Regions from separate parts of the Pan troglodytes genome. Here regions 1 and 3 are each linked to region 2. The links are chromatin contacts, called in public Hi-C maps. All regions are on one chromosome and are shown on one strand. The core of a region is the stretch at or near the end of the contact, and the rest is flanking DNA. Distances in the headings are between cores, read along the strand shown.

The links. A called contact is a pair of places that touch in the nucleus more often than the background predicts.
Region 1: a contact with region 2 is called in a Hi-C map of stem cell-derived neural progenitor cells, with 3 times the contacts expected there. The contact joins the promoter of SHH here to the promoter of MNX1 in region 2. A contact is called at or near these places in 2 of 7 Hi-C or Micro-C datasets (induced pluripotent stem cells and stem cell-derived neural progenitor cells).
Region 3: a contact with region 2 is called in a Hi-C map of induced pluripotent stem cells, with 3 times the contacts expected there. The contact joins the promoter of EN2 here to the promoter of MNX1 in region 2. A contact is called at or near these places in 3 of 7 Hi-C or Micro-C datasets (induced pluripotent stem cells and stem cell-derived neural progenitor cells).

The regions. Positions count from the first base shown.
Region 1 is chr6:170,852,753-170,856,574 of NHGRI_mPanTro3-v2.0_pri, reverse strand. SHH (sonic hedgehog signaling molecule) reads left to right here and starts at 1,811. Exons shown (of 3, transcript XM_001147185.7): 1 at 1,811-2,451. The coding sequence starts at 2,143.
Region 2 is chr6:172,055,610-172,059,826 of NHGRI_mPanTro3-v2.0_pri, reverse strand. MNX1 (motor neuron and pancreas homeobox 1) reads left to right here and starts at 1,897. Exons shown (of 3, transcript XM_001150658.6): 1 at 1,897-2,916. The coding sequence starts at 2,235. LOC134810602 (a long non-coding RNA gene) reads right to left here and starts at 1,788. Exons shown (of 2, transcript XR_010159086.1): 1 at 1,279-1,788.
Region 3 is chr6:170,502,033-170,505,835 of NHGRI_mPanTro3-v2.0_pri, reverse strand. EN2 (engrailed homeobox 2) reads right to left here and starts at 1,844. Exons shown (of 2, transcript XM_016945789.4): 1 at 366-1,844. The coding sequence starts at 1,059. LOC134810599 (a long non-coding RNA gene) reads left to right here and starts at 2,320. Exons shown (of 3, transcript XR_010159079.1): 1 at 2,320-2,448.

The sequences.
Region 1 (3,822 bases), core at 562-3,061, 1.2 Mb after region 2:
GAGAACACGGGTCCTGTTTTGTGTCTGTTTTTACTGGGAACAGGACAGGCAGCGCAGACACACCGCCTGGAGAATCCCTGGGCTCGGCTGAGCTCCAGCTCCGCTCAGTGGAGACTGCCGGGGCCTGGTCAAGTGGACGCTGCTCCCCCATGGTGCTCTCCTCCAGGGATCATGATTCGTCACAAACCACGGAAAGGAACAAGAAAGAGAGGTGGGATGGGGAGCCTGGGTCAACCTCCCAGAAGGGACCCAGGCCACCGAGTCTTGTTAACGCTCAGCCTCTTATGCCCAAGACAGATGTGTCCTAAGATGCTCCTCTCCTTCTCTCCCCCACCACACACACAAAAAGTTGATCTGCAAAGGGAACTTCTGGAAACTTCCATCATTTGAGGGCTGAGCTTCACAGGGGGCCTCTCCCCCTCCACTCCAAGGGCCTGGGGTCAAGGGAGAGTGTTTAACTTCACAGGGCCACATTTGCAGCATCTGATGACTCCTCAGGGTCAGGATTTCCCCTCCATGTAAATAACCCTCACTCTCTAATCCTATGCTAGAGGAATCATTGCACGTGAGTGGGATGGCGGTTGAGAAGGGGAAGGGCATGATCTGTTTTTTTTTTAAAAAAAAAAAAAGAAAGAAAGAAAAGCAGGGTTGAGAGGGAGCTTCAAATTTTATTTTCCTGGTTTACTTAGGACTTTTGAGTTTTTTTCCTTTTTCTGCAAAAAGTGAGGTGATTATAGACTCAAAGATTGCCAACTCCTGGGCACTGTGCCCTCTTTCTAGGAAGCCCCTCGTTAACCAGAACACTGTTCCCCCAGGGCCCCTGACCCCTTGGGCTGCAGCCCCTAGGACTGGTGGCTCCTGTGCCTGAAGACTGCTGGCCTGCTGAGCCCCCACACAAGGCCAGCTTTGCAAGGAGCCTGAATTCCACATTCAGCTCATCCCTGGCTCTGCACTTTGCTCTGATCGATCGTGGGGGTTGTGTGAGCACAGCTTCGCCCACTCGCCTGCCCCCCCACACCCTGCAATGGCCTCCACACACCCAGCGCACACACTGGCCCCCACTCTCTCCCTTGTGCTGGGGTGCAGCCCCCAGACCTACTTTGCCCATCCACCCTGACTCCCGCAGTTCACTCTGTACCTGCCCTTGAGCACGCCTCCATCCCATTTGCAGAGCTCTACAAAAAAAAAAAAAAAAAATGTATTAATTGAAGCACAATAAAAGAGCAGTATTTTTACATTTTTCTAAGGCGCTTAAAGCATTTCAAATACCAGTGCTTTAAGTTATGGTCACTCATAATTATCCTCGGTCCACAGAGGCTGAGTCTTCAGGAGGGGCTCAGTCCTCTTTCTTCAAAATGCAGGGAGAGCCAGCCTGCACTATAAAGTCCCTGGGGAAGAAAAATTAAATAACAGCTGGGCAGCTGTGCCCCTCAAATGTGTGAGCGACTCTGTGCTTGATGACTGAAGCTTGGGGGGGTTTAAACTGTCCTTTAAAAACTTAAGTTGGTTTTAACTGAAGCACCTACCATTCCAGGGAAAGTCAGGGGGAAACGCAAGGATGTACACAAAGCCGGGAGTAACTGCTGTTACCACAAGACATGCGCTCCTCCCTCCCGCCCACCTTTATCTTAGGAAAGATTTTTTTTTTTTTTTAACTGGAAGCCTTCAGGTGAAAATAAAGCAACAGCAGCAACAGAAAAAAAAAATGTAGTCTTCTTCAGGGTTAACATCAGAAGACAAGCTTGTGCGGCTTTGGCCAATCAGATGCGCCCCTGGCAGCTATAATATAGTGCTAAAGGCAGCCTCTCTCACAAGCTCTCCAGGCTTGCTACCATTTAAAATCAGACTCTTTTTGTCTTTTGATTGCTGTCTCGCGACCCAACTCCGATGTGTTCCGTTATCAGCGGCCGGCAGCCTGCCATTCCAGCCCCTGTCTGGGTGGGGAGCGGTGGAGAGTCCCCCGCAGCCGCGGCGGGCAAGGTTATATAGGAAGAGAAAGAGCGAGGCAGCCAGCGAGGGAGAGAGCGAGCGGGCGAGCCGGAGCGAGGAAGGGAAAGCGCAAGAGAGAGCGCACACGCACACACCCGCCGCGCGCACTCGCGCACGGACCCGCACGGGGACAGCTCGGAAGTCATCAGTTCCATGGGCGAGATGCTGCTGCTGGCGAGATGTCTGCTGCTAGTCCTCGTCTCCTCGCTGCTGGTATGCTCGGGACTGGCGTGCGGACCGGGCAGGGGGTTCGGGAAGAGGAGGCACCCCAAAAAGCTGACCCCTTTAGCCTACAAGCAGTTTATCCCCAATGTGGCCGAGAAGACCCTAGGCGCCAGCGGAAGGTATGAAGGGAAGATCTCCAGAAACTCCGAGCGATTTAAGGAACTCACCCCCAATTACAACCCCGACATCATATTTAAGGATGAAGAAAACACCGGAGCGGACAGGCTGATGACTCAGGTAGGAACCCAGCGCCGGGGCGTGGAATGTGTGGCTTTCCAGGGGGTTACGAGAAGCCGAACACTTCCAGACTTAACTCTGTTTGCTCTTCGGGCAGATAGGAAGGTGATTTCACCCGCTCCTTCCCCACCCACCTGCCCGCCCCCCATCTCTTCCTCTTCCTGGAGGAGAATGGAGGTCAAGGGTCCAGCTGGAGAAGTTTAGGGTGTGGTGGGGGTGAGGACGGTAACAGACGTGGTTCAGTATGGCCCTGATTTGATGAGTCTTGCTACAATGGCCTTCCCCATCCTACCTCTGCCCTGGCTTGTAACTTGGGGAGACCTTCACTTTGGGGGCGTCGGCCCTTTCCAAGTCAGGAGTGGAAATGGAAGGAGAGGCTGGGAATCCCCCTCCCACAAACATGAAGTGGTCTCCTGGCACTGTACGAACGAACGAACGTAGCCTTGGGCATTGGAGCTCAGAGCTCCCACGTTTCCCGTTGCCTCTGTGGTTTTCTTTCCCACTACTACCCCCACCCTGCACCTCCCCACCAAAGAATTCTCAACTGGAAAAGCCAGGAGGCGGTTCTGACAAAAGGCAGGGGCTCCAGGGGAGACTCCGCCCGTCCCTGGGTGCCTGGCTGTATCGCAGAGCTGGCTTTGCGATTGCGTGTCCGCAATTGTGCCCATCAGAGTGTGAATGTATTGATATTTCTTTAAGGATGCTCTTTCGTTCTTCCAAGCCCGAGGTACCTTAGGGGAGGGACTTAGAACTTATTGGCATTGCATCACTTTAGTTTTCAACCTGCTTGCATAAGAATTAAGAGCGAATAAATATTAGTGTGGGGGGAGGGGAAGCTAAGCAAAATATGAATTCCTCTCTCTCTCCCCACCTCCTTTGAGATTTCTGAGCTGCCAATCTCCCAGCCAATTCTAGACTTTCTGAAACTCCATGCACGTATAACTGAAGCCAGAAATGGGTTTCCTTGCAAATATAGGTCAACATCCTTTTTATTGCCCTATTAAAATATTCAAGTCCTACCTTTAGGGCTAGGTGCGCACAGCGGCTGATGGAGTGGCGCTGGTGGGGCGCAAGTGCAGGGGGAGGGTACTGACGGCAGAGAGAGAGGAGCTACCTCCGTGCCGCCCTGCTTCCCGACCCGATTCCCAGGCTTGCTTGAGGCCGAGAAAGGCGAGGGGCAGGCAAGGTAGCCTGCTCCAGCTGTCGGAAAGGAGAGGAATGGGAAATGGTCCTGATTTCCTTGCTCTCCCTCATCTGCTCCCGACCACCTTAAATCTGGACCGCGAGTGTGGACGCGCGCGCCAGTGCCAGACAGCAGCGCGATCCACAATTAACTCTGCACGGGCCATGGGGTGCCCGGTGCGTGCAGCT
Region 2 (4,217 bases), core at 648-3,147:
GTCAGGCGATCAAGACCATCCTCGCTAACACGGTGAAACCCCGTCTCTACCAAAAATACAAAAAAAAAAAAAAAAAGAAAGAAAGAAAAGAAAATGGAGATACGGAGATGATAAAAATCTTCCTTCTAGTGTCATAGTGAAGATTACGGATGAGAATTGCAGAAAGCTCATAGCACATAGTAGGTGTTCAAGAAATGCACGTGTTTCCCTCTCTCCAGTGAGAGGTAGAACTGCATTTGTGTCACCACAAAGACATCTAAAGGCACGACAAACTCCATGTGAATGCCTGGGATTTCTTTTTACCAGTGGTCGGCTCTGCAAAGCCAGATCACATTTACTCCAAGTTGCAGTTACTCATCCATTGCCATCCTCCTAACCTTCCAACCAGTCCTGTGCATCTGGGAACTACCCTGTGTTATAATGAAAACGATACCACTCATGGCAACAGAGTCACTGTCATCGACTCTCGCCTAGGTCAAAAGCCTTTTGAGGAGAAGTGGCAAGGTCTCTATATTTGCCTTTTTAAAAATCCCTCTTGTAGCAACCTGGCCTGCTAATTTTGAAGTTTACCTGGCACTGAGTTTCTCTTTGGCTCTCTCCCCTCTCCACAGCCCCTTCCGGTCCTTTATTCACCTCTCACCTGCATAGCAAGCCCTGGAACCTGGAACTCCCTCCCAGTTCTCACGCTTGCTGGGGAAGATAACTGGGTCTAATGGCGCTATTGACAAAGCCTGGTGTTGATGCCGCTTGACTTCCCGACCCCCGTGTTGATTCTTTCAGCTTCAAAAACGCCCTTGGAAGTGGTTTTACTGTAAATATTTGAAGTGTGCGTGTGGGGGAGGGGGTGAGACCTGGATGCTCACTCCGTGCCTCGCTCACTCACGGGAAACCCTTTCCTCTCCACTTCCCAGGAGGCCCCGGCAGCACGACAGACATAGCCTTTCCCCGCTCCTGCCCGGGGACTGGCCGGGGGTCGCAGCGGCAGGGCTTCCGAAGGATGCCGGGCCCCACGGGTTTTTCAGGGCCGAGGTGTGTGGGCCTTGACTCCCGCAAGCCCACGGGCATCCCTCGGCAGCGAGGAAGAGCCTTGTCACCGAGGACCCGCTCCACCGAGCAGGCACGTGGGCGACGTCTGCAAGCCGACTTGGGTTCTGCAGGCCAGAGCGCCCAGATCTACCGTCTCCGCCTTGACTGGGGCAGGGGCTCCCAGAGAGGATTCGTGGAGGCCAAACTCACACTCACATGCGCGTTTACACCCCCACGCCCCCGCACACACACCTGAAAATGCGGGGCCTTCCCACAGCAGATAAGGTTCGACCTGCAGAGCTTTGGCCACGGGGACAAAACCCTCCCCTGCTGCGCCCTGGAGGCCCGGGAGCAGGGAGGGCTTGGGAAACACCACGGTCTTCAGTGCGCTGCCGCCGCCTCGCAGATCGGCCAGGTCTGCGCAGCGTGGGCGCTCAGGAGCGTGGAACCACCGCGCTCCGCAAGGCAGACGTGGACCCACTCCAGCGCCGACAAGGAGGCCGGAGAGGACGAGCGCAGCTGGCTCCAGGGACCAACCAAGTCCGGAGGGGCCCACGTGTCTCGGGAGCGGGTCTTGGGCCGCCGCGGGGCTCTCCAGGGGCCCGGGGGTTGCCAGTGCCCGCCGTCCGCTCCGCACCTAGGGGAGGACGGGCAGAGGCCCCAGGTTGAGCCTCCGAGTATCCACTCCCCGGCGGTGTCCCCGCCCGCCAGCGCCGCGCAACAGCCCGGGCTGCTTAGGACCTCGCGGCGCGGGGGCGGGGCGGCGGGCGGCCGGGACGGTGACAGGTGCGCCCCTCGGCCAATGGCGGAGCCCGCGGCCCTCCCCGGGTCCCCGCTGCGCACGCCAATCGGAAGCCGCGCTGAGCTTCAAGTGCGCGGAGGGGCGCGGGTCCCCACCACGGCGGCAGCGGCCTCGGCGCGGTCGCCTGAGAGCTGCAGCGCAAAGAACCGGGCTCCCGGGCCCGGACGCGGGGAAGCACTCGCGTGGGAGTTTGTGCGAGCGCGGCCCGGGGCGGGGCCCGCACGGAGGAGGCGCCGGGACCATGGTCACCCTCGGCTGAGTTTCCGGCGGCGACTTTGATTATTGGCAAATAACCACCATAACAATACCGAGCCCCCGGGCTTGCACCGCACGCACTGACTCCGCGAGCCCGCACACGGCCGCGTCGCCCGCCACCGGGCCCTGAGCGCCAGCCCCAAACGAGCCGATGGAAAAATCCAAAAATTTCCGCATCGACGCCCTGCTGGCGGTGGACCCCCCACGAGCCGCCTCTGCGCAGAGCGCGCCGCTGGCCTTGGTCACGTCGCTCGCCGCCGCCGCATCTGGCACCGGAGGTGGCGGCGGCGGCGGGGCGAGCGCCGGGACCAGCGGCAGCTGCAGCCCCGCGTCCTCGGAGCCGCCGGCTGCGCCCGCCGACCGCCTGCGCGCCGAGAGCCCGTCGCCGCCGCGCCTGCTGGCCGCGCACTGCGCGCTGCTGCCCAAGCCGGGCTTCCTGGGCGCGGGCGGCGGCGGCACGGGCGGCGGGCACGGGGGGCCCCACCACCACGCGCATCCGGGCGCAGCGGCCGCCGCCGCCGCCGCCGCCGCCGCCGCCGCAGCTGGGGGCCTGGCGCTGGGGCTGCACCCTGGGGGCGCGCAGGGCGGCGCGGGCCTCCCGGCGCAGGCGGCGCTCTACGGCCACCCGGTCTACGGCTACTCCGCGGCGGCGGCGGCGGCTGCGCTGGCGGGCCAGCACCCGGCGCTCTCCTACTCGTACCCGCAGGTGCAAGGCGCGCATCCCGCGCACCCCGCCGACCCCATCAAGCTGGGCGCCGGCACCTTCCAGCTGGACCAGTGGCTGCGCGCGTCCACAGCGGGCATGATCTTGCCTAAGATGCCCGACTTCAACTGTGAGTACCCTGCGGCCCCCGTGGATGCGCGTGGCGGGAGGGCCTCGCGCATCCTCCACCGGCACCGCCTGCCCCTCTCTGCGCTTGGCTCCCAGCGAGCGGGGGAAGAGCTGCGAAGCCGCCTCGGCTCTGCCCGGGGCTTGCGAGGACTCGCCCGGACCCCCAGGCATGAGACGGGCAGCGAATTATTAAAATGGCCATGCGCAGGCCTTGCCTTCTCTTCCTCTCTTAACGGGAAGGGGCAGTTGGAGGTGTGAGACTGAGATCTAATGATTAACCTGAAGGCTGCAGGAGAAGGAAGTCGCCGGGGGAAGGCGAGCCGAGAGCGCCCTGAATTAGGCAGGCCCGGGAATGGGGGTCAGGGCTTATCACCGGGGAAAGGAACTTGGGCCGGGTCCCCCATTGGGGCGTTAGAGAGACCCGCGGCCCCTCCAGGGAGAGGGAGTGCTTCAGGAGCAGCAAACAAGAGAAATGGGCTTCGGAGGCCCGGGGAGGCAAGGCCAAGGCCCAGGGAAACCCCGGCTCTTACCAGGGCGCTGCCCTCCTCTGGAAGGGCGTTGGATCCGGGGTGCGATGGCCGAGGCAGGTGGCCTGGCTTGAACCAGCTATGGGGGGACTCTAAACAGTAGGTGCCTGGCCTGGAATCCTGGGTGCCCAACAAGGTAACGAATGCCCCTCCAAGGTGGGGCCGAGGGAGCCCCTGTTCTCCCCACCCCAGAGCCGCTGGGCTTCGGGCAGCTTCCTCTCCATCCGGGCGGGACACCTCGCCAGAGGCCTGGGCCCCTCAGGCTTTCCTGGCACACGCGGACTCTCCGGGCTGGGGCTCCGGGGCTCTGGCTCTCTGGGGCTCTGGCTCTCCCCGCTCGCCCCATCGGGGTCAGCTACTTTTGAGTCGGGCCGAGCAGATGTATATGGCTCAACGCTTTCAGCCGCCCAACACCCAAACAAAGAGACCCCATTGTTTCTGTCTGAGTGGATTTGTTTAGACTGGGGAGATGCAGGCAGAGCAGGGGAAAAGCAAAAAAGAAAACAGAAATAAACACTCCAGAATTCAGATTCCTTTGCTGGAAGCTGTGGTTGTGACTAAACAGAGAAAATCTAGGACCCCAGAGGCTGGAGAAGTCACAAGGGGGTGAGAAAAATCCCTGCAGAACGCTGTTTGCCCACAGCCGCCCCAGGCTTTCCTAGCTCAGCTCCAAGAAGGCCCCAGCGGCCACCCATCCCTCACCTGGGAGAGTCAACCCTACTGACTGGCTGGAAGAGGGAAAGCTGCCCCTCACCTCAGACACGTCTGCGTCTGC
Region 3 (3,803 bases), core at 595-3,094, 1.6 Mb after region 2:
CCACCAAAAAAAACTACAGTGGGGGAGACATGGGCTAGGGGCTGGGAAGAGATGCCCCGGGGGGGGGGGGAAGACAGAGAGGGGAGACAGGGAGAGAGGAAGGAGAGAGAGAGACAGAGAAAGAAAGAAGGTCCCTTCTGCGGTCCTAAGAAGTCTGTACCCCCTAGCGAATCAGTCCTGCCGCTGGACTCCTGGCCGCTGCCCGGGCCGGCGTCAGCTTCACACAATGTCGCGTGAGTCTTTGTGCGTGTGTGCGGGGGAGGTTCGAGATGTTTTCCTCCCGGTAAGTTCCCGCGCCAGCACCGCCCCCCAGCTCCGCGGGCCTCCCCGCGGCGAGCCAGGACGCGTGGTCCCCGCGGGCTCACCTGAAGAAGGCCGGTCCGAGTAGCGCGTACAGTAGACCCACGCCGGCCAGAGCATGGGCTGCGCGCCCAGGTTGGCGCCGGCTTGCGAGCTGTCCGAGTCCGAGCTCACCGACAGGTCGCCGCCGCCCAAGCCGCGGGCCTTGAGCGACCCGTCCAGGGGGCCGCCGGGGTCGCCGCCTTTCTTGGCGCCACCGTGCAGCGAGAGCGTCTTGGAGCCGCCTTCCCCGTCACCCGGAGAGTCGCTGCCGGCGGCTGGGAGCGGCCCGCCCGCGCCGGGCGCACATGGCGGGTTCTGCCGGGGCTCTCGGGAGCCCGACCCCAAGAGCTGCTCCGAGCCGCCCGCGCCGCCGCCTCCCTCAGCACCGCTCGCGCCGCCTTCGCCGCCGGCTCCGCCGCCCCTTCCTCCTCCCGCGCCCGCACAGCAGGTCCCCGCGTCCTTTCGCCGGCCGAACTCGGGCCGCAGGATGTTGTCGATGAAGAAGTTGGTGATGCGGTGCGGGTGCTGGTGGTTGCCGGGCGCCTGCAGGACCGCGGGCAGCATCAGAGCCCGCCGGCGCCCGGTGTCCGCTTCGCCTGGGCTGCTACCGCCGCCGCCGCCGCCGCCGCCCGAGCCGCCGCCGGGGCTGGATTCCGGCTGCCGCTGTCCCTCCACCGCCGCCGCTGCTTCGCCAGGCTTGGGGTCATTCTCCTCCATGCTGTTCACAGTAAATCCCAGACTGGTTCTCCGGGGACGCCCTTCCAAATCAGCCTTCGGCCCTCCCGCGGCGCACACGGAGACCCCCGCGCCCCCACCCCGCCGAGTCTTCCGAGGGCGTGCGCGGCGGCCGCGGCCAGCGCTGGGGTCCTACAAGTCGCCGGCCGCGCTCGGCGCGGAGCCACGTTTGAATCCACGAACTGGGTTAGAAACACCACGAGCCGCCCCGCTCGCCCAGACGATGAGAGATTCAACAGAGCCAAGTCCTCGACTTCGCCGCGCAGCCGGGGTCTAGACAGACGCACTGGTCCGGCGGGGACGCGGGCCGCCTCCCGGGCTCCCCGCTCCTCTCCGCGTCCGGCCGCCTCGGGCTCCGGCGCCGCCGCCTGGGCCGCCCGGGGCGAGAGCTGCGCGCATGCAGGCAGCGCGCTCCCCGGCGCTCACGCCCGCCCGGGCCGGCTCCGGCCGCCGCCGCCGCCCGGCCGTCCCCGCCCGCGCGCCCTAGCCGGCCCTCGAGGGTGCCGGGCGCCCGCGGTCAGCGCACCCGCCACCGCCCGCACGCACATGGAGGCCCCCTCCTCGCGGCCGCCGCCCCGCTGCGGGCCGGGGCGCCCCACCGGCGTGCGGCCGCGCCCCCGCCGAGCCCCGCAGAGCTCCGCGGCCCGAGTCGCATGGGTGAGAGACGCGAGGCCAGGGCCCGGCCGGGCCGGGCTGGGCCGCCCGCGCTCCCCGGCCGTCCGCCGCCCTCGCCGCCTCGGCCTCCGCGCGGGCTCGGAAATTTCCAGGCCACTCGGCGCAACCTGAGACACTTTCACTCTGGATTTTTGTTCTTATTTTTAACAGAGCCCCCTCGAGTGACGTCGCAGGCCGGTCTCCTGGACACGTGCCTCGGGCCAATGGCCGCGGCGCCGCGCGCCCACGTGACGCTCCGGCCGCCGCTGGGTGACAGGAGCGGCCCGCCGCCCCTCCTCCCCTTAAAGCGGCCGCGTCCCCCGCTCCGGGTGCGGGAGCCCAGGAACCCGGAGAGACCCCCGACCGCGTCTCCTGCGCTCGCCCGCGCTTTCCCTGTCGCTTCGCGGTTCAGGGATCTGAGTCACCCCGCGACAGCCCTGCCAGGTCACCCCGGGGCGCGTAGGTGGACACGCACAGGAAGATCGCTATTTTTAAGATTTCCATATTGTTTACCGTGGGGCGAAATCCCACAATTCCTTGCACAAAAATGCATAAATAATATTAAATGAGCTGCGGAGATACAAAGGGACTTTTGTGGTCCGCTTTCCTTGCTGATGGAGAGGAATAGTGTCACTCCCATTTGACTCGGTAACCCGGCAGCTTCCTGTCTTAAACGCAGAGCTGGCACGCAGGACACTCCTCCTGCAGACACTTATTGTAAGTGTGCGTGTGTGTGCGTGTGCAGGGAGGCGCGTGCATACGGCCGCATTCCACCCGGGGACAGCGACCCTCATGAAACATGCATAGCGATCCGAAAGAGCGGGGGAATGCAGTATGCGGCTCCATTTGCGAAGGGAGAAATCCAGGCGCCTCGGAGGTTCTAAAGGAATCCTTTTTGCCAAGGAGAGGAGGGGTGACTGTTCAGCTAAGACTTCAAAACCAAGTCGCCCGCCCCCCTCTAACTTCTCTACTCTGATTGAGGCGCTCCCAGACCGGTCATCTCGTTTTCTTTGTTTTAAAATCCTTTAAACTAATTTTGCAGGAGAGCAGGGCCCATTTGAAACGAGAATTAGGAATCCAACGGCAAGGGTGGGAGCCCCAGTTGGTTTCTCCCCTCCTCTCTCTTCATCTTTTCTAGACTTTCCTTCCAGCTGTTGTCAGAATGTCCAACTGGAAGTTCTGTTTCCTCTTCTCTTCCCCCTCCTCCCTCGGGCTCCTTCCCATTTGCTCTTGTCTACCCACCAAACACCCGTTGTTACCCCAGGCTCGCCTGTCCATCATTTAAAATGCATTTTTATGGAAATGTGTGAATTCCTGGAAACATCCGATAGGGCAGCTCTGGGGGTGCGGGAGCATTTGCACGCCATGAGTACCCTCAGTGCGGGGGAGGCGGGGAGGCCGCAGCCTGGCACGGACACCCTAGGGCTGATTGGCCCTGGGCAGCTGCAACGTGCTCAGCAACCCAGACCCCCGCAGAGGCAGCCAGCAGGTTGCTGCCAGGCCCTGAGTGAACTTGGGGAGTCTGGCAAGCATCTCCGAGGCAGTGTGGCCTGCCAGGCCACCTGGGGCCTGAAGGTTGCACCCTGGCCTTGCGAAGCTCCCTCCCCAGTGTCCATCCCAGGTGCTGTCCTTACCCTGCAGGCTTCAGAGTGCTGGCTGGGCTGGGATGAGAAACGACAGTTCCCACAGCGCTGCTCCCAGGAAAATTACCCCCCGCCCAGGACGGGAATGGTGGGGGAGGAGGTGCTGGGCTGGCCTCCTGGCCACTGGACATGGCTCTGGTCAGAGTGTGCCCTCTGTCCTGTGTGTCTAGGGCAGGGTGGGGAAGCCTCTTCTCGCTGGGGCTGGATTCCTCCACTTTTTCTTCATTGGAGGAGTCCTTACCAAATGTTCTGGCTAGGCACACATCTGCCAGGGGTCCTCCCCGAGTCTCAAAAAATCAAACCCCACAGTCTACCTGCCCCCAGGAAAATAGGGCTGGTGGGAGTTTGTGGGAAGTCTTATTGACACTTACTTGGTTTTTGGGGGGGAGAATTTTCTGCAACTCTGGAAACTCTGATGATCACCAGTCA